Linked DNA regions of Macaca mulatta: region 1 is linked to region 2. A link is a contact called in public Hi-C data. All regions are on one chromosome and are shown on one strand. Each heading gives the region's core, a stretch centred on a gene start, on an enhancer-like site or on the middle of the called end of the contact. The rest is flanking DNA. Distances are from core to core; before and after follow the strand shown.

Region 1 (6,687 bases), core at 4,108-6,607, 87 kb after region 2:
AGTTCAGAGGTGGAAAGGAAACTGACATTTTAAACACCTCCCGTGTGAGAAAGGAACCCTTCATTCATTAAACACTGGTGCTGCGAGGGCTTTCAAGCCAATTCCCTCATTTAAAGAGGAGAACACTGTCACGGTGTAGATTTTCCACATTCCCCACTACATTGGGCACCTGGGAGACCTTTAAATGAATGTCTGCTGATGGATGAATGGACTTGGAAAGGCCTCTAAAGAAAGCAGACTTAGTCTTATGGGGAGAATGAAGTCATATTTGACACCATTTAATGGGCTTTGCCCACCTCACTACTTTGCCCAGACTGGGATCTCACTGTCCTATTCCTGGCTCAATATCTTTCAAAGAATGGTTAGGCCCCCTTCCCTGAGAGACCATCGGGGGGTCCAAAGTCTGAGTTTAAATTAAAGTTACTCAAAACAGGTGCTCAGGATTCATAAAGTGTTTTCAGCTGTATAATTGATTCTACATCATAAAACCAAACGAGCCATTTTTTAAAAAGAATATTTAACCCAAAGTCAACTCTAGCTTAGTGCAGATGGAAAATATAGTCCTTATTGTAAAGAGAAAAGATGCAAGAAAACAAAATAAAGAGTAGCTATAACAATTCCACTTTTTACCCAAAAGGAATAACTTACATTCCCACCCAAGCTACTGCCTTTTTCACTTACCCCACTTTATCGCTCTCCATAGCACTTATTACCATCTGAAATAGTATATTTTTTCATTTATTCAATTGAACCTATCTCCACTCACTAAAATATATCACAATGAGTCAGACCTCTTTTGTTTACTGGTGCTTAGAAGTGATTCGTTTTGTTTATAGATGCCCAGTGCCTAGAACAGTTACTGCTGCATAATTGATTCATAATGCAATTTGCATATTTGTATTATTTGTTGAATAAATGAATGAATGGATTAGTGAATAAGTTGGGGCAGGGAGAGGAACAGTCACATGATATGGATAAGAAGGTAGAATATTAAGTGGCCTTTTTCCTGTAAAATTTGCCCCTAAATCCACCAGCCCTGTGTCAACTAACCATTAAGATCATCTTTCTCTCAGTTCTCTCCTCTGAATCCATTATTACCAAGCAAGGTTTGATTTAAATGTTTTAATGTGCTTTTTCCTACAGATGGGAATACAGAGTTCACAAGTTTGGTTCATTTGGTATGGTATTTTTACTATAAATTAATAGCTTGGCATTCATTTTCTAAATTGGTTCACATCTCAAAAGAATTCTGAGTAACAGAACAACAACCAGCATGGAAACTTGTGGTGAAGACAGGTGAGAATGGCACACAGGAGATTTGGGCTCTAGATCTCACTCTGCGTTAACTCACCTGTGTGGCCTTTGAAAAACCCCTTCTCTGGGGTTTGGTTTCACCATAAAGAAATTGACCTTGATAACTTCTGAGTCTCTTCCATCTTTCAAAGTTAGGATTCTATAAAACTTAATAGTAAGTTCTTTTGCGTATTTTGACTTCATAAGAGATGTCATTAGCTTGTATTGGATGTCACAGATATTGGCAATCTTGTGAGGTTCATTTGGGTCATGGGGTCGGCACTTTTTCTGGGGTCAGTGATTATTGCCATAAGAAGACAGACGGTGGCCACATTAAAAATCTAAAACGCCAGAGGAGCCAATCCCTAGGGAAACTGGAGATCACACAGCAACTCTTTTCACATTTAAAATTGTACAGGTGTGTGGGTGTGGAGAGGTTGCAGGAGGCACAAGAGGAAAGGAAAGCTGAGGCAGAGGCTAGAGGATGTGTAGGTGACAGTAAGGCAGGTGCAGAGAGCCCAGGTTTGGAGAGTCACTCATTTTCCCATGAGGGCCTGGCACACACCTAATCTTGACAAATGAGAATATGCCCGTGAACTCTGAGTAGAAACATGAAAGTATTTCCATTATGTGCCATGTTACTGTGGGGGAGGGCAAGAGCTGCATGTCCCATACATTTATTTGCTTTAGAGGTTTTAGTTACCCATTTGCCAGGACTGCCCAAGCCTGCTCTCTCTGTAACCCTTCCAGTGTTTACTATTTGGCCTTCCTTGAGATCCTAATTGTCTGTTTGTAATACAGTTATTGGGCTAGCTCTGTATACCTTCAGATCAGACATCTCACCTGAGTGCTAGTCTTATATGACTGTCTACCTACATATTAGCATTATTTAGAGATCATTACATTAAATTTAATATGTCAAAAACAAACTTAAAACGAGTCCACTTCCTAATTTTCTCTGCTTCAGTCATTGGCATCACTGACGTCATTCCGAGACTTCAATTTGAAAGGCTTTTCTTCACCCTTTACAACTCTCCATCAATAATCTTCACGACCCCAATAAACAACAATGGTAACAAACCAATCTACCCACTGCTCAATAAATGTTCGCTATTCTATTATTTATATTCGGATCTGAAATAATCTGCTTAATCTCCCAGGGTTGTTGAGGTTTCTCTCATTCTTCTCTCACAGAATGGCTTACCATTCACCTCCTTTCTCTCCTCTCCACCTTAATCAGTGTTCTCATTCCCTCATACCTAAACTCTCAGAGTATCTTTCTTACTGCCCTCCAAGTCTCTAATTTTTCCCTGCTTCAATCCATGTCAAATAAATCAACCGACTGGTCTTTTAAAAATTACTTTCAGCAAGTCATGCCCTACAAACCTAGGAGGATTCGCATTTACCAGTCAAAGTATTTACAATCTCTTCATTCGGCATTTAAGAGCTTCGGTCAACTTCGGTCTCTCAAGCTACTCGTGATCTCTATTTGTCTTTATTCAACTTATACTTGTTTGAGAACTACCCCAGCCCCTCCCTCAGTCCCCCACTATTCTCCAGCATTCCCCTTCCTTTTCCATAAGGCCCAGCCTGTGTGATACTCTCCTGCAGCCACCACAGTGACTTTGCTCCTATTCTTGGCCTACCAGGAATTTCCTCCTTTCTGCCAACTCGGATTTGACATTTCTTCCAAGATTCATGTTCTCCTGAGGGTTCCCCATGTGAATGAATCCCAGATCACATAATCGTTCCTTTTTTCTGAATTCCCTCAGCATTCTCATATTAGCTGTCTATTGCTAAGTATGATTATCTTAGTATTTCGCATGTATTCATTGATCTCCCTCATTGAAATCTGAGCTCCGAAAGGGCACAGGCCAAATCTTCATTTGCCCAAATCTTGATCGAGCAAGGACAGATGCAAGGCCAGCAAGGACCTTGATTTTGCCCATAGCTCATGGACAAGGCCTAGTTGCTGCAGCGTAGGCAGTAAAGGCAATAAATGTGCACTGGAGAGCTAAGACTAGCTCCTAGCACAAGGTTAGAGACTCAGACATGTTTTGAGAAGTGTTTGCTAAATGCTGAAATAAATTTTTAAAGAATAATTCAAGCCCCTTACACACCATGTGTTTCTATAGCACAGAAATCTTTACTGTATTCATCCAAAATACAATGGCCAGTATAACCTACCAAGTCTCAATCACTGATCAGATTTGAAGTCCTTGACTCTTTTTGGCCAGAATACTAGGTCCAGTGGGGACAAAGTGGTGCCATCAGCTGCCTCTATCAGAACTTGCCTCTACACCTGCCAAGTACCCACAGGTTCATGTCCTACAAGTTAGCACCAGTTCATGTCCTTGAACCAAAGGCTGCCTGACTCCAGTACAAGTCATATAGTTGTAGGGACATTTGTAAACCCAGCTCCCCACCCCTTGGTCCAGTTGAATCATGTCCTGTCCAAACACAGAACCCAGGCAGGTAACCTTAGACCCCTTGCAGAAAGCAGAGAAGATGCCCCCTTCCACAGAAGTTCTTAGAAAGAGTGCAGAGAGGAAAATGGACTTACCCTCACACAGTAGTTCATGCCCATCCCCAACAGGTGCTGCAGAAAGTGCCTGTCCTGCCTGCTCCTAAGGGGTGGCTCCCCAGGGCCAGGAAGCGGGCACGAATCAGGGGTTAGGGCGGTTGCCCTGTGGCTCACCAGGTCCGGCTGCGGTGGAGGTGCAGTCCCAGACCTACTTAGACTGGTTTCTGGGGAAGAGGGACTGCTGGAACCTGGGTCCCGGCTTTCCTGGAGCTTCAGCCGAGGCACCTCTTTGGTACCCAGGCAAAAGTTTTTCAGACTCAGCAACGTGGCCGGGTTGGCCAGCTTCATGCTCGCCATGCGGGGGATCAAGGTGCACAGTGGGGTGGTGCTCTCCTGCGACGGCAAGGCGGCATCTTCAGCCGGCAGGTGAGGTGCCAGGGCGGGGTGGGGAGGCTGCGGTGAGCCCTTGTTCCCGACCGAGCCTCCGGAGCTACCTTCGTCCAAGGACGTGATCGACTCGTTCCGAAAGCGGCTGTACTTGGCCCTGTGCAGCATCCCGGGGTGCCCGAAGAGTCCTACATACAGCACGAGTCCTGCCAGGCTGTCCTGGCTGCGTTCTCGCATAGCCTTGGCAGTGCTGAAACAGGATACTGTTGCATAAATCGCCTCGTCGTCTGGTAGATAAACGGTGCAGACATCAAACGCCTCAACGCCCGATGCAACTCGCAGCAGCCACCTCTCCAACTCTGCTCTCGAGCTCGCCCACCTCGGCTCCCGGCCCCTTAAGGGTGACAGCCCAGCGGGGAAACGCCTCCCCTGCTCTGATTTCAGTCCCTCCCTGGCCCAGGCAGAGGCACCAGTGTTCTCGCCTTGGAATCCTTGTCGGGAGAGCCTAGACCCAGGCTCCCGGCGGCGGTGGTCGCTCACGGCCAACTCTTAGGCACAGAACCCGGGCGAGCGCCGGCCAGGGGGCCCCGACCCATCACTAGCCTTGCAGGAGCCTAGTAGAAATATTTAGCACCCCACTCCCACCCTTACCCCAGCGTTCTGTTCTGCACACAGGAACTTTCGAACCTGCTCCCTTCGGCTCCCACAGGGCGGGGCAAATGACTGGCCTATTAACCCTTTATTTGTTCCAGTGATTGTTCATTTAAAAAGAAAAAAAAAATTGTATCTATGAGCCAAAGGCCCTTCTGCCTGGGTTCGTTGATTCCGAAGGCTGCCCTCTCTTGGAAGATCTTGTCTTGCATCGTTCTGGGCCACCAGCCAGGAGTACTACTGACGGGCGCTGCTCCGCATTGTTTCACTGACTTGTGATGGGTCCGTGTTCCTCAGATCCCCTCCCAGCCTGCCTACCCTCGCTCAGAGCTTGCCTCCCTCCTGGACTCCTCTCGGAGCTTTTTTCAGAAGCCCATTTGCAGCCGAAAGCTGAGATGTGCAGGATGATACGCAGCGTGTTGAAATTTTTATGAATGAACTTTGCCGAATGAATTTCTCTCTGTGTGTGCAAGCTAATAAATCTGTGAATGAAGCTGAGAATAGCTGTAATTGACTGACGGTCTCAGAGGTGCTTGGTTTTTATCCAATCAGGAGGCAGCTTGATGACTCATAGACCATAAATATACTAAACTAGTAGCCGAGAGAAATAAAGCTAGCGGGAGAGGAGGGACATATTTTATTTTGTGGTATCTGATGAATGAGTTAAAAGGAAAGGCAATCTTTACTACAGATCATTAGCTGGGGAGCAGCAGGTTAAAAGATCTATTTTCTTTCTTGTTGAGATGGCCGGGAGGGCAGAGCAGAGGAGCTAAAAATTAGACCCATTGTTCCAGGGATATTAGGACATATGGTTCACAACTCCTGTGGGAAGCCATGATGCATTTTTCTTAGAAACATAGTTCTTTTCTTATTGATTGTTGGTTCCATCTTCCGTCTGGTGCAACTTCCTGTACCTATCAAATGTATCCTGAAGACATGAGGACAACTGCAAAGGCTTAGCACACAGGAAGCCAAAACCAGAGCTGGGAAAAGAAAATGCAGGTTCTTCAGGAATGGAGAAGAGGAAACTGCTGAAACACCGGGGGTGTGGGGTGTCAGGGTAGGGTGGAAATCACACATAGGAAGAGATGAAGAACTCTCAGAAAAGACTGCACTACTCCGTGGTTCAAGGCTTTGTCATCTGAAATTGTTCGTTAATTAAAAAATTAAGACAAACTGGCAACCAAAGGAATCAAGGGTGCCACCTTCATTATCTTATTGACCCTAACGCTGCATTAGGCTCATGTATATTGATGACTTTGGGAGCCTGAGCTCCCTTGGGATCCAAACACAGGCTCTGAATTAAATGGTTGAGAGTGACCAGTGAAAGCAGCATCCTCCTCTCAAGCTCCCTGCTCCCCCAGGGAGATAACGCACCTATCTGCATCCCTTCTGCCAAGGCTATTCAGACGTTTCTTTACCTGGAAAGGCTTTTCTGCATCTTCATAAATCTTCCCTTCAACCCTAGCTGACCTCCTTTTCCCTCCCCTACATCTCCTCCTGGCAAAACTGAGGGAAGTAGCTATATCAGTTGGACCCCACATCCCTAGGGCTGAGGAGACAGGCTCTGGACAAGATTATTTACCTCTTATTCCTCCTCATTCCTCATCTGCTTTCTTCCTCTCATTTTTCTTGCCTTCCCCTGGGTCCCTGTCTTGCTTCTGCTATGCTGTGATGACCTCATCACATGCTTCCTTTAGAAAGTTACTTTACCTCTCCGTGGTTGAATGTCCTCATAGGTCGGCAGCAGCCACCTAATGGGGGTGTTATGAGGGCTTATGAATAATCCTCATCCCTGTAAAGTCTTGGCCCAATGCTCCACACAGTGCCTA
Region 2 (7,345 bases), core at 1,361-3,860:
CAGAGGATAATGAGGTACAATTGTTAGAAAGGATTAATGAGTCACCGTGGTACACAATCCAGGTTGATGAGTCTACTGATGCTGACAACAAAGCAACAATGCTTTTTTGAGTGTGATATATTTTTCAGGAGGATGTGAATGAGGATACATTATATGCACTTTTGTTGCCAACCAGCACCACAGCTGCAGAACTATTCAAGTCTTTGAATAATTACATATCAGGAAAATGGAATCAGTCATTTTGCAACGGTATATGCATGGGTGAAGCAGTTGCCATGACTGGATGGCATTTTGGTTTCACTAATCAGGTCAAAGAGGTCGCTTCTGAATGTGAGTCTATGCACCGTGTCATCCATACAGAAATGATGGCTAGTTGGAAAATGTCACCTGAAGTTAACAACATTTTGCAGTATGTGATTAAAATTATCAACCATATTATACATGCCCTTCACTCACATCTGTTTGCACAGCTCTGTGAGGAGATGGACGCAGAGCACATAATGTCTTCTCTTATACACAGAAGTGAGATGGCTTTCTAAAGGTAGATCACCGGCCAGAGTTTTCGAGTTAAGAGAGCTGCTGCAGAGATTTCTTTTTAGAAAAACAGTCACCATTGGCAGCACATTTCAGTAACACAGAATGGGTCACAAAACTTGCTTACTTGTGTGACGTATTCAACCTGCTCAATGAACTCTATCCGTCACTTCAGGGAAGAACAACAACTGTGTTCAAGTTGGCAGATAAAGTGGCTGCTTTCAAAGCTAAACTGGAATCATGGGGGTGACAAATGAACACTGGGATTTCTGACATTTCAAACATTAGCAGAGATTTTGAAAGAGACTGAGCCAGGGTCTTCTTTCTCCCAGCTGGTGCATGATCACCTATCTCAGCTTTCCAGAGATTTTGAGCATTACTTCCCGTATTAGTCAGGGTTCTCCAGAAGGACAGAACTAATGGAATATATATACACATATATACATATACACACACATATATATACACATATATATGTAAAGGGGAGTTCATTAAGTATTGACTCACACTATCACAAGGTCCCACAATAGGCCATCTGCAGGCTAAGGAGCGAGGAGAGCCAGTCCAAGTTCTAAAACTGAAGAACCTGGAGTCCGATGTTCGAGGGCAGGAAGCATCCAGCACAGGAGAAAGATTTAGGCTGGGAGGCTAGGCCAGTCTCTTTTCACGTTTTTCTGCCTGCTTATATTCTAGCCACGCCGGCAGCTGATTAGATTGTGCCCACCCAGATTAAGGGTGGGTCTGCCTTTCCCAGTCCACTGACTCAAATGTTAATCTCCTTTGGCAACACCCTCATACACACACCAAGGATAAATAATTGTATCCTTCAATCCAATCAAGTTGACACTCGGTATTAACCATCACACTTCCCATCCACAAAAGACAGAATGGATCTGTGACCCATTTGTGAATAAGCCAGGTGAATCCACTTTGTCCATGCTAGAAGAGGATCAACTGCTTGATATTGCAAATGGCGGTGGCCTTAAAAGTATGTTTGAGACAACTTCAGATCTCCATACGTTCTCGATTAAAGTCAAGGCGGAATATCCTGAGATTGCCACAAAAGTACTCAAAAGTCTCCTTTCATTTTCAACATCCTATCTTTGTGAGGCAGGATTTTCCACAGTAACAGCAACCAAAATGAGATTACAGAATCCACTGGACATAAGGAACACACCTTGGGTGTCACTGTGTCTCATCACCGTCTAGTTGCAGGACCGTCTAGTTGCAGGAAAACAAGCTCAGGGCTCCCACTGATTCTACATTATGGTGAGTTGTATAATTCTACGTAACTACAATGTTATAATAATAGAAATAAAGTGCAGAATAAATGAAACGTGCTTGAATCCTTAAGTATACACAGTCATATAATTCATAGAAGTATATACAACTTAAAAGCAGAGGCTTTTAAGTTGAAGACAGGTAAAACATGTTTTTAAAAAACACACAAAATAGTATTTTGCTATGAATACATAAAGATACATGTAAATGCAAATAAAAAGAATTTAAAGAGTACACGCTGCGTTGGTAATAGTGGAAAAATACCTACCCGGAGAAAAGAAATGGGACCAAGTATTTCTTCGCTATAACTAAAAAAAAAAAAAAAAAAAAAAAAAGGACAATATATATGTCGTTTGTGAATTTAACTTTTTAAATGACAACACTAAAAGGACAGAATGGATTAGTTCTTAATATGCTGATCTGTGGTTATGGATGTTGTCTGGTTTGGAAACGTGGATTTAGAAGTCATCAGCACATAGATAAATTGCCCTGGGGAGGAGGAAGAAGGGAGGGGAGGCACATTAATGTTAGGAGGGCCATGTAAAGTTATTTTCCAGTTTGCTGCATCACAAGCAACAGTAGGGTTAAGTAACACAGAAACTGTTACGCTCTTGCCTACAGGGTCCCTAGATACCAAGTTCGAATCGACGGAAACTTAGCTCAAAAAGCGACGCCCACATCCCGGGAAAAACATTGAGCTACTCCAACCACAGTGGCGCGCCAAGCAGGAGGCGGTACCTGAGGACCACGCCTGCGCGCGGGGTTACGCAAGCGCGCAGCTTTTGCGCACGCGCACAAACGCACGGCCGCGCAGCATCTATCTTGCTGGAAGCTTTTTCCGAGAGGTTGAGCGGTTTGCATAATGTCGGAAATGGCCGAGTTGTCCGAGCTGTATGAAGAGAGCAGTGACCTGCAAATGGATGTGATGCCTGGCGAGGGTGACCTACCGCAGATGGAGGTAGGCAGCGGGAGCCGGGAGCTATCCCTGCGTCCCTCCCGCAACGGGGCCCCGCCACAGCTCGAGGAGGAAGGCCCAATGGAGGAGGAGGAGGCCCAGCCAATGGCGGCGCCAGAGGGGAAACGGAGCCTTGCTAACGGGCCCAACGCTGGGGAGCAGCCAGGCCAGGTGGCGGGCGCAGACTTCGAGAGCGAGGACGAGGGCGAGGAATTTGATGACTGGGAGGACGACTACGACTATCCCGAAGAGGAGCAGCTTAGTGGTGCCGGCTACAGAGTATCAGCTGCTCTTGAAGAAGCCGACAAGATGTTTCTGAGAACAAGAGAAGCAGCCCTGGATGGCGGGTTTCAGATGCATTATGAGAAGACCCCGTTTGATCAGTTAGCTTTTATCGAAGAGCTTTTTTCACTGATGGTTGTCAATCGTCTGACCGAAGAACTCGGCTGTGATGAGATTATTGATAGAGAGTAGTTACATGCTGTTAAAAGAGGAGGAAACTACTTGAGGAGGGACCCAACTTTCCGCTATCTTTTGGGTTCATTCCAAATAGTTTTGTGCCATTGAAAAACTTGACCTTCAAAAAAATTTGTTTTTCAGAATAGAAGACAATAGGACAGTGACTGCACAGTTGTGAAAAAGGAGAATCATTAAAGAAAAAGGAAAAAAGATTTTAAGACCGTTGAAATCTGTTATCAAGAATGTGCTAAAACACCTATGGCTTTGACTTTGTTATTGATCCAGATTATTTTCCTTGCATTGGGGAAAATATCTTTCATATTTGTTTGCTGTAAAGATGGTTTTGCAAGAATAAGTCATGACCAAGACAAACTGCCAATACAAGAGCCCACTGATATTAATTATATAATGAGAAAAAATGTATCCAACTAGGACACATATCTTTTGAGTTATTTGGACTGAAAGTTTAAGAAAACTTGGGAAATTCTATTTTGTGATCTAGTCAAGCCGTAGTTATCAAAGGCTAAATTTTCAGTGTAAGACAAATGAAGTATTCTTCATTATTCCAAAAGGATGAGTAAACTCAAAGATGTATCACATGTGCTCTGTATCTTAAGATGTGTTTCCAAGAGCGTCTGAAATTTTGTTTGTACATGTATCTTGATCATTTATAAAGCCACTGTGATATATAAATCAAGAAAATTCATTGTCATAACCATTTTTAAAAGTCAAAAATTAAGACATCTTTAATTAAAAACTTTCAAATCTAGACACTAAATGTGTGTGAATGTACAAAGAAACCATTGCTCACGCTGTTATATACTAGAGAAATTTTGTTTTGCTTGCTGTTTTAACTTGCAAGGTGAAATACTTTAGTTGAACTTCATATTGTAAGAACTGTTAATAAAAAGTTGTCAAGTAAAAAGCCCTATATCTAAAAAGACTTTATGAACAGTTATTCTATCAACTTTTAAAGGTTTTAAACCTACCCAGAAATTACCTTGGTATCTGAAGTTTCCCTCTGTCTCCTCCTCTAATTAAGCTTGTTATTTGTTATGCACCAGCATTGGAGATAATAAAATTTCTTGTTCTGTGTATTTTGTTTGGCTAATAATATTGTATACATACTTTATACTAGTTTTTATTGTATGTGTTAACCAGTATTAAGGGAAAATAATCCAGCTTCAGCTATCTAATTCACAAATTAATTTCTGGAAATTAAACTTTGTAAATTAAGTTTTTGCCCTACAAGAATTTGCTGGTCTAGGAAAACCTGCCCTATCAATGAGTATGTTGCCATGGTTACCTTACTAAGATGCTGAGGTTCTAGGAGAGTAATGATTACATCAGAAGGCTATGTTCAGCAAAATGAGTATATCAGCAGGTTTTATCATGATCAGTAAAAAGGTTCCAGATGCTTCTGCTCCATTATAGCAGTAAAGAACAAATATCCAATGCAACAGGACAATTCAGAGCATTATTTATTTTATGGTCATCCTGCCTTTTGGGGAGAGAGATCTGTAAAAGATAGGACTGTGACAAGGATGATCAGAATTGTTCAGACACTAGCTGGGTTGGGAGGGAGAGATGGTGGAAGTAAAGTGTTGGTGCTTAGACTTCTTAATCCTACCACTTCCACTGCTATCTCAATTAGCCTGTAGCTACGGTCAGATGAGTGTGGATAGATAATTAATTGCTGTGATGTAAATTAGTTTGAATGGGGGTATGCTAGTGCACAATAAACTGGCTGGTTGTATTTACCTCCAGATGTTTATCTTTACTAGGAAAGATAAACTCTTGGGGAAAAAAAATCTGACGTCCACAAACTAGAAGGTTGTGATTCTGTTTCTCTCTGGGACTAAGTAGGGCACAAGAGTTGGGGGTGGGAAACACTCCCTGTTACATCTGAAGGCCCATCTTGGGGAGAAAAACTTGGGCTCTGCAATTGGCTCGGTTGTTTTTCAGTCTTAAAAATAGGCAGTAAGCAGAGAGACAATGAAAATTGTAAATACTTATTTGTATTTATTGAGGATAGAAAATTAACATTTTAACACCCCTTTTAGGGGTGTAAAATCATTTGTATTTCCTTTACATGCAGTTACCACAGACAAACCAGACTACTTGGTTAAAATTTGGGTTCTACTATTTGTTAGCTCAGTAACTGGGAAATTAATCTCTCGGGCTCGGGTCCTGAACTGAAAATAGGGACAATTGGATGTACCTTACAAATTGTGAGGACTAAATGAAGATGTGTGTGAGAGTGTGTGTGTGTTTGTGTGTGTGTGTGTGTGTGTATCTTCATTTAAGGGAACTAGAGAAAGGAGTTCTGGGGAAATTCTAACTGATTTTGCAAGATAGGGGATTTAAAGAAGCTTTTGAGTACACAGTGTGATTAGGGAGAGTTTTGCAAATTTATCCATATGTATTACAAATGTTCGCTTAGATCAGATATCCCATGTTGGCTATCTTCAGGCCACAGATCTATTTTGTTTGGTTCATGCTTATAATTTTAAGAGACCAACATCTCAGTACAGAGATAGCAGCTAAAAATCTAGATTCTTACCTTTTTATTATTATTTTTTTAAAGTAAAAGATCTGGGAGCCTTTGACCTATAGACCTATGTAGCCCAAAACCAAACAGACAAAAAAGCAAACAAACAAACAAAAACATCTGATTCACCTTTAGACAAGGAAGGTCTTCTGTTTGCCAAGTGTCAGTGTTATCTCCCCAACATAGAGGCCAGGTAGCACTTGATATTTATCATTGGGCTTGCACCATTGTTTTTTCTTGTGCTTACACAGCTTGCGTTACCTACTTGGCCTCTAAATATCTCAAGTTGCCTCTCCTTGTAGAGACTAAAGGATGTCTCAGTTTTTGCCTGTTTTACCTTAACTCTATTACCCTTCTGAATTCAGTATCTGTTAGAGTTGTAGAAATCAGTAAAGAATTAGTGGGAGTGTGAGCTACTGAGACTCTGATGTTTTTGCTTGAGGCCCTAAAATACTATATTAAAGTATGTCAATAAAGTCTGTCGCTTGAATTTTGAAACAAGGAAATACCTATAACTTACCCTTGCAAAAGTGTATTTTCCCATCTTGAAATATGGTAATATTTAAAAATTGCAAGCATTACATGTTTAATATTTTCTGCCTCTGGAGGTTTGTAAAATATTTTCTGGGAACGAATGGTTATATTCTTGATGTTCTCAGTGACCAAAGATAAATGTGAACTATCTGTTCCATAAATGCTATCATCTATGAATATATCCATAAACTTGAACCTTTGTTTTTAGTCCAAAGTATATCTTAGAAATTAAGTGGGGATGGGGAAAGCATTAATATTTCTTTGTATTTATTTTAGAACTTCCAGTGGTAGCGTTAAGGATTTAATTAATCCTTTTCTTGTGCTGTATCCACAAGGTCTCTAATCTTCGCTGTGTTCATTTCTTAAACATTTTAGTTGCCTTTCTCACAAGACATAAAGCTTCTTGAGTTGAGGCCTCTACAGTGGCACATCTCTCCCACCTTCCAGCCATTTCCCCTAGGCCTGCAGAAAAGCTCAAAATAGTTATTAAAAATCAGCCCTCAGGTCTGAGATAAATGAGATCTTAACTTTGGTCCCCACTCCAGCAGTGGGCTGAATACAACCCCGTTCCATGGCACCAGTGCAGAAAAGATGTGGATTACTTTAAAAGGCACATCATATTACTACAGTTACTGGTAATGAAAATCACCCGTTATCCTCACCTCTGTTTTGCCTGAAAGGTTATGGATGGGTAGTAATACTTTGCCCTAAAGAAGGGTACTGAAGGGGAAAGAGAGACTGAGAATAAACTCTGCCCCACCACATACACCACAATCCCATTCTTCATAAATTCCTCATTCATTTCAGGAACCCCACAGAAAGGGTCATCTTAAAAAAATGATCATTAGATTCTACCCAAAAGGCTGTCATTATGATGGCTTCAGCTTTGCCCACTCTTCCTCTCTTACAAAACTCCGAGATAATCTGAGGGCTCCTCTACTTAGTGAGATTTCATAACTAAAAGCATTGAACTTTCGTAGTACCATCCGTGTGAATGAAAACTAAAAATAAATTTTGCATCTACATATGTA

The links. Hi-C and Micro-C count contacts between places; a contact is called where the count stands out from the background.
Region 1: a contact with region 2 is called in a Hi-C map of fetal cortex germinal zone, with 2.0 times the contacts expected there. The contact joins the promoter of SHC4 here to the promoter of EID1 in region 2. A contact is called at or near these places in 3 of 14 Hi-C or Micro-C datasets (blood, fetal cortex germinal zone and fibroblasts).

The regions. Positions count from the first base shown.
Region 1 is chr7:26,287,798-26,294,484 of T2T-MMU8v2.0, forward strand. It overlaps SHC4 (SHC adaptor protein 4), which reads right to left and starts at 5,358. Exons shown (of 12, transcript XM_001113330.5): 1 at 3,857-5,358. The coding sequence starts at 4,441.
Region 2 is chr7:26,203,946-26,211,290 of T2T-MMU8v2.0, forward strand. It overlaps EID1 (EP300 interacting inhibitor of differentiation 1), which reads left to right and starts at 2,611. Exons shown (of 1, transcript NM_001265838.2): 1 at 2,611-4,331. The coding sequence starts at 2,678. The coding sequence ends at 3,244. All of the region lies in intron 4 of SHC4 (SHC adaptor protein 4), which reads right to left.